Linked DNA regions of Sus scrofa: region 1 is linked to region 2. Evidence: chromatin contacts called from public HiChIP or PLAC-seq data. All regions are on one chromosome and are shown on one strand. The core of a region is the stretch at or near the end of the contact, and the rest is flanking DNA. Distances in the headings are between cores, read along the strand shown. Region 1 overlaps CMSS1 (protein CMSS1). Region 2 overlaps CMSS1 (protein CMSS1).

The links. HiChIP or PLAC-seq counts read pairs in DNA pulled down with a chosen protein or histone mark.
Region 1: an H3K27ac HiChIP or PLAC-seq map of skeletal muscle shows a contact between it and region 2. The contact joins two enhancer-like sites.

What each region holds. Positions count from the first base shown.
Region 1 is chr13:159,052,857-159,056,713 of Sscrofa11.1, forward strand. All of the region lies in intron 1 of CMSS1 (protein CMSS1), which reads right to left. All of the region lies in intron 1 of FILIP1L (filamin A-interacting protein 1-like), which reads left to right. Among named protein-coding and RNA genes, the nearest start is that of CMSS1, 140 kb to the right of the region's middle. Within about 2 kb of position 1,330, at least 4 of the 83 cell types and tissues checked have an H3K27ac peak or open chromatin away from gene starts, as enhancers often do. A contact at or near this core is called in skeletal muscle, where this site is marked.
Region 2 is chr13:158,878,484-158,881,996 of Sscrofa11.1, forward strand. All of the region lies in intron 1 of CMSS1 (protein CMSS1), which reads right to left. Among named protein-coding and RNA genes, the nearest start is that of FILIP1L, 9.1 kb to the right of the region's middle. Within about 2 kb of position 1,783, at least 4 of the 83 cell types and tissues checked have an H3K27ac peak or open chromatin away from gene starts, as enhancers often do. A contact at or near this core is called in skeletal muscle, where this site is marked.

The sequences.
Region 1 (3,857 bases), core at 80-2,579, 170 kb after region 2:
GCGGCCCCTAAATGCCAAAAGAATAACTGTCTGGGCTTTGCATGCTGAAATTGACTTGGCAAGCTCTCCACCTTGCAAAGAACACAAAGAGCTTAGTTTAGTCTGTGTGTAAATGCTTCACAATCATTACCAAAATATCCAAAGCAACATGCTCAAGGGAGGGTAATGATTCTTTGCCTCTCACACCCCTGCCCCTTTTCATTTTTAAGCTTCTGACATTCATTTATTTACTTATAGCTCCTAGCAGCAGCCACCCTCCTTGGTCAACATGCACTCTTGTATGCCTTAGTTTCGAACAAAAGGTTACATGGAACCACACACAGTGGGTAGAATCCCCAAACTCCATCTGTCCCAGTCCTATGCACTGTGGAGTATCTGAGGTCCAGATCTATTCAACATGGCTTGGAAGGGATCTCCCCTAAATAAAGAGCACTGGAAATGCACATCTTCATATAGATTAACAGGGCTAGGGGCTTGAGAAAAGGATTGGTCGATCCTTCTTAGAGGATATAAGAAGAGATCTGATACCGGTTAGAAGAACCCTGATAATCAGTTTGACCCAAACTCATGGGATCTAGCACAGGCCACTATCTAGGGCAAGTTTTCTACCTGCTGCACGTGGTTTCTTGATGTTTTTGATGTTCTTTTATGTTTTTGGACTTAAGCAGACCTCCTGCTTTATAACTCCCTTGCTACATGTAGAATGAGTTGAATGGAGAAGAGTGAAGGAGCACGAATTTAATTCACACTGTGCCTTAATGTGAGATTTGACCAAGCCTATGTATTTCCTCTTACTCCTTGGTGCCCTCTATGTTCTCTTCTCTCACCACTTCATGATGGTGGTCTTTGACGAAAGAGTGCTGGACTCTTTTTGATCTTGCCAATGTAGCTGAAGTTATAACATGATTGCTGAGATTCCTCCCATCTTTAAACAGATCGTTATTCCTAATGAGAAAGAATTCAGCCAACAGAACATGGGCTTGCAAAGAATGGGTGGGTTCTAATACCATACTGAATCCCTGCTCTGGCTTAGTGTTCTGTAGCTTGGGATAGTCTGACTTAAACTCTTTCAATTTAGGTTTCCAAAAAAGCATAGATTAATAGTAGTTTCTACCTGATAGGCTGTTTTCAGTAGCAAAGAGAATGAATACATCTAAAGTGCTTTAGCCTGAGTGCTCAGCACCTGGCCAGGAAGACAGTAAGTTTTATGTTGCTACGGTATTAGAGAAGACTTTAAAAGTCTTGGTTGGTGGAAGAGGCACACCAGTGAGAGCCTCTGAATCAGCAGCCTTCGTCATCTTGTTCAGAACAGTTAAAGGTCAGTCAAGGAGCCAGTCACTTCATGTTAAGTCCCTCCAGATTGGCAGGATCATAGTTCCCTACCACCTCTCTGCTAAATAAAAGGCACCAGTTCCTGGCCAAATTCCAATTTCTTCAGCTTGCCAATCTCCATCTTGGCAAGGAACAAAATAACACACTCTGAAAATACAGGTTTAGCACTGACTAAAAGAACTCTCCTGCCTTCAGTGGCGTTAAGGCTGAGAAATATATTCTCCTCGTGATGTTAAAAGGCAAAAATCCATTAGGTTATTTTCTTATCTCACTTGATGTCCCAAGAAGGAAGGTATGTCTGATGAACCAAGAGATAAAATTGTATCATTGTATCTCCAATGGGATGAGTTATGTATTCCTGTCACATATCAGGCAATGGACACAGTATTTTATACATATGATCTCAAATCCTCCCAACAACCCTGCAAAGATATGGAGTCCCAAAGAAGTAAAGCAACTTGCCTCAAATTAGACAGCACACAGGGATGGAGACAGGGTTGTAACTTGGCTGCCCAGCTCTAGAGTCTGCCTCTTTCCCCTGCCATATACTATGCTATCTCTCTTTTTTATTTTGCATTGGGATTCTAGAAAACAACCAGAAGCTTCAGTACACAAATGACTTGATATATAACTAGAGTAAATGGAATATCAAAAACAAAACAGAAGCTCTAAGTTATAAATCCAAATGTATCATTTTGTCAGAAGTTTTCCATTATGAAGCTTATTCTGAAAAAGGGTCATGGCTAACACATTTTGGAAACATCTTTAAAATCCCTTCAAAGGCCACATACAAAAAAACAATCCTATTATCTTAGGGTCACAATTGGTTCTCTGACCAAAAACAGAATTTGCTGACCCAAACTCTAACTTGATTCACTAGATTTGGTTCCAAAGAATCTTTCCTTATTGTCAGAAGTCAAATCCACATTCAATGAACCAGATTTTGCCATGGCTGAGGGATATTCCAAAAACAGAAAACTCCAAAAGTAGAGTTCAAAAACTGTTCTGAGTAGTGGCAATGTTGTTAAAACGAGGTTACAGTAGCTCTCTGCTCCTTGAAATTATTTTCTCTCTTGGCTCCTGGAACACAGCTCAGTCTTCTGTTTCTCTTTTTCTGCCAGACACCCAAACATTAGTCTTCTTTTTCTTTTTTCTAACTCACACCTTATTCTCCCCCTTTAAAGAGAACCACTTCTGAAAGTAAAAAGAATATAACAAAGACCATGTACTCACCCATCCTTCAACAATCCTTAATACTTTGCCATACTTATTTCTCCTCTACCTTTTGCCTTTATTGTTTCTGGAATACTTAAAAGAAAAGTCCAGGACATCATGTCACCCACATACTTCATTATATATATAGAAAAATAAAAAGGATGTTCTCTCACATAAATACGATACCATTAGCATTTCTAACAAAATTAACAATAATTTCTTATTATCATCTAATACATAGTCCACAGTCAAATTTTCTTGGTTGTCTTCTCCTTTACTTTAGCCATAAGGAATGACTTGTTATTTGTTACATGCTGTTTCTCATCCACTTTCAACCTGAGCATATGACCTGAACACTCTTATCCTCCCAGGGGCCAACTTTGAGGTGTTTTCATTAAGTGCCTTTAGTCATTTCATCTCAAATCCTCCCCCAAACACTTTGTACACTGGATATTACTTGTAGTATTTATTGGTATTTTGTATTTAGTTTTGAATCTCTATTTCTACCACACTAACCTGTGAATTTCTCAGTGTTTCAATTTTTTTCATCTGTGAATAAGAAAAATAACACCCACTCCATCTATCCAAATTAAAAAAAAAAAAGATACAAAGAAGGAGTTCTTGCTGTGGCCCAGCAAGAACTGAATAGTATCCATGAGGATGAGGGTTCCATCTCTGGCCTCACTAAGTGGGTTAAGGATCTGGTGTTACTGTGAGCTATGGTGTAGGCCAACAACTGCAATTCCAATTCAACCCCTAGCCTGGGACCTTCCATATGCTGCAGGTGCAGCCCTAATATATATATATAAGCATGAATCATATTACCTGGCCAATAACTGGAGTTCTACAAAAGACAGTTTCATTATTTTCCTCTAATAAGAGAAACTATAAATATGTCAAACAAGATTTAAATGCCTGAGAGGCAAGAGGGAAATGTTCCAGAATATAGGAAGATAGACTGAGTAAGGGAGAGTGTGGGAAAGGAAAAGTAAAATGGCTGCAAAGTTGAGTATTGCCCAAGGACTTCACCAGTTGCAACATTTTTTTTCTGTAACACAAAATCTCTCCATTCCAGTCACAGGTCCTTAGATAAAGGAAGAGAAAGGAAAGATGTCATTTGGAATCTGTACATGGGAACTCTTGATCTCTGAACCTCCTGTTCACCTTTGAGCTCTTTATTATGCTGGGTTGGTCTAGCCAAGAGGTCAGGGTGACCTATTGTCAACTAATAAGGGACAGAGGTTGAGAAAGCTAATACAATTTTTGAGAGACTTTGGATACTCTAAGGATGTATTTTTATCTTTTAGGAT
Region 2 (3,513 bases), core at 533-3,032:
CTTGCCCAGGTCCCTTGCCCATTAAGCATTCCCACACAGATAGTGTGGACTTTCACCCTCACCCTCAACCATGTGTTGCCTCCTACTTGCCATGCTGATGGAACCTATTGGAAGCTTTTATCTGTTTAGAATTTGCTTTAAAGAGATAACTAGCCTCTCGCAAGAATAGATCATTTGAAGTGTGATTCTCAATCTTTTTGCTTCAATTCCCTTGAGAAACTATATTTAATACCATTAGTAATGATGGCTAAGCAGTGATCACCCAAGGCTGTCTCCATGTCCCCCCATTCTACAAATATTCCCCCTGCCAAGAGGTTCTAATTTTGGGATTGGGTCAGTAATTAGATGATTGTTCTATAAGTTTCTAAGTGAGAGACAGTATACCCCTGGAGGCCTCAAATCTGAAATGGGAACATGAATGGAAAGGCTGGTACTGGGGGAATTTTGTGCAGATGTCTGAGATACTGAGGTAAATAAGATTTGCTGATCAGCTATTTTCCAGATCGTGGTGATGACTGAGATTTCCTGGCTCATGGACTGGCTCAGGTATAGAACTCTTTCAGGCTTGAAGGTTTCAGAGACATCCTTGAAGAGAGGACAATGCCTCTGTGGTGATCTAAGGATTACGGTTCTCTCCTGGAAGGGACCCCAAGAGAGCTCTCAGAAGAGCCCAGGCCCTGATCTTGGAACAGACACAGAAAGCTCCTTCTACTGGACAGAGATGAAGATAGAGCCATAGGCTTGGCACTGGAATTAGAAAGTTGCCTTAATTGACAACAGCTTTAAAATAATCACAACAAAGGTACATAGAGCTCTATAACTTATAAAGTGTGTTCACATTCATTACCTAAAAATAATTTTGAGACCTACAAAAACGCTAGAGGTCATGCAAGGAAACTGAGGTTTAGGGAGGTTAAACTGCTGACACTGCATATTTGCCTGCCTGCCTGCTTTTATTTGTTAGTTCTCTCCCTCTGTCTCTTCCCAACTTTCTTTCAGTTTTAAAAAATATCTAGCTGTTAGGTTTAACTATGCGCCATCTTATTCTAGAAAGAGTTTAAAGTGGCTTAGCAGGTTACAAAAAAACAGTATAAATTAAAAGTGGGAGTGAATATGAAAAAAAAATAAGAATTAGAACTGAAATCAGTCTCAGAGTTACACTAAAGATGTTTTAGTAACCTATACTTTTGCTATTGAAGGAGTACAAATTAGACTCTAAGTTTCTAGCTGCCAATGGAAAGCTGACACAGGAAACTTTGTCATTATTTAGAGTAGCCATATGCTAAAAACAATAGCAGCAGCAGCAGCAGCAACAACAACAAAACAGTTCCTCAGGAGAAGTACGATTTTAGGTTCTTAATAATTACAACACAATTCAAAATGCACAGCAATTTCCTTTGATAATTTAATAGCTTTGAACTAGGCCTTAAAAGGTGATTCTGGTTTTTACACAAGAGAAACTACCATATCATATTTTAAAGAACATGAAAAGTACACCATCTCTTTGAACTCCTGTAGCAAATTCCATTTACAGAAATCAAAGCAGGTGAGACCCCAGTGAACTTCAGTTGTTGAGAAATGTTCAGGACCCAGGGAAACAGGCAGGGTGACTATTACCATGCTTGATACAAAGAAAGAGACAAAAATCCACCTACTATGCCACAGGAGTAAACAGGTCCTCATAGAAATATTTCATCTTATTTTATAAACTGTTTTAAGTTCATGATTAGGACTTGGTGGCAAATATTAACATGACCTTTTTACATCCTACATTCCTTATTATGACTGGAGTGCCACTTTCTATGTTGTACATCTTGCTGCCTTCAGGCCCCAGGGCCAGGATTTATTTATATTGGCTATTTTATACTTTCTTCACTCAATCCTCCAGTTTCCCTTACTTTTATGCCAAGGAACAAGCACAGAGTTTTTCCTTTTTATAATTTATAAATGCAGAAAATACATCCAAGACAGGAGTACCCCTTTCATCCACAGGAAGAGTCTGGGCCACCTGACTCATCAACAGGACAAGTCCAGAAATAGAAAAAGCAATCTGGCCGAGAGGGAAAGATGAGTGGAAACTTCTAATCCAGCACACAGCTAAGGTGCTATGTCATATGAAATCAACTCTCTGAGGTCAGCGATTAGAGTCAGGTTACAGCTCAAACATAATTCTACCTGCTAATTACCTGACCCATTACAATATTTATTTCGTTGAGTGAGATGCCCAGCCATGACTTCCAAGTGTGGGCTTAGGGCAGGGGAAGAAGGCAGACAGCCAGAGAAATAGCAATCCCTTTCTTTTACAAAGAGATGTGTCTCCCAGGCCCTAAAGTGATTATTTCAAACCTCTCTAAGTGAGAGATCAGATGTGTCAGGTTTCTCCCTTTCCAGCAAAATGAGGCACTTGAGATCAAAGAGCTCTTTAGCAAAGTGCCTAAGATGCCTGAAGAAATTAATTGAGTTATGTTCTGTCATGAGAAGCCCTGAAGTAAGATGGTAACAAAAACATCCTTTGTATGTGAAAAAGGAGGAAGCCAGGTCCAGGAATGGAGTGGCTGGAACAGTGTAGGTATGTATCTTGGGACTTCTCAATGTCCCCCAATAAGGACATTTGGAGCAGCAATAAGATAGAATGCCACTTGCCAGATGGAGCTGTTAGAATAACGAGAATACCACGAATAGGAATGACTTAAATACAGGGAGTAAATTAGGACAACAACCCTTATTCAGAGGAGGTGTCAAGCAGTGCTTGAGGAGTTGGTGGGGGTGAGGAACAGTGGAAACAACAGATTTGAAAGCTGGTACGTAACCATATGAGACTCATCAAAAATAAAATAATGGCATCAACAGGTTCTGTCACTCTACCTAGAGGGACTGCTCTGTGCCAGACACTGTACCAAAAGCTTTATGTCCATGTCCCTGCTAAGGAGTGTCATCCCTTCCCTTCCCACATGGCTCTTAGGTGGCCCTTTACCATTTGAGGATGTTTTTCCTCTTAAGGGATGTCCCTAATATTTAAACAAGCTAACGGCACCTGAATAACAAAGCTGGGTGGTGAGTACTGCAAGATGGGGATAGTCTGCCCTACGATTGGTTTGTTGCTGGCCCTGAATCATGAAGCTACTGAGAGGGTCAGGGTAACCAGTTGTGTGACCTGGGGGCTAATAGGAAGGCCTGATCTCCCCAACCTCTTGCTTTCTCCCGATAGTTCTCATTTCTTCCCCTAAATCAACACATGGTGAAAGAAAGGAAAGACTGATTCCTATAGCTGAAGTGTGTAGTTTAATGGCCAGAAACCAGACTTGTCACATGTAATCAAATCATCACAGTGTTGGTGACAGAGTTAAGACAGTTGAAAAAACAGTTGCTATTCCAACTTCCAATTTTCAAGTTATTGTTGGGGCTGAAATTTCTCTCACCTCAAGAGTTTTTATTTTGGAAAATATCCAAAGTACACTTTTAGCCATATTCGGGTAATTGAAACATGAAAAAAATAGTAATGTTTTTCAGTCA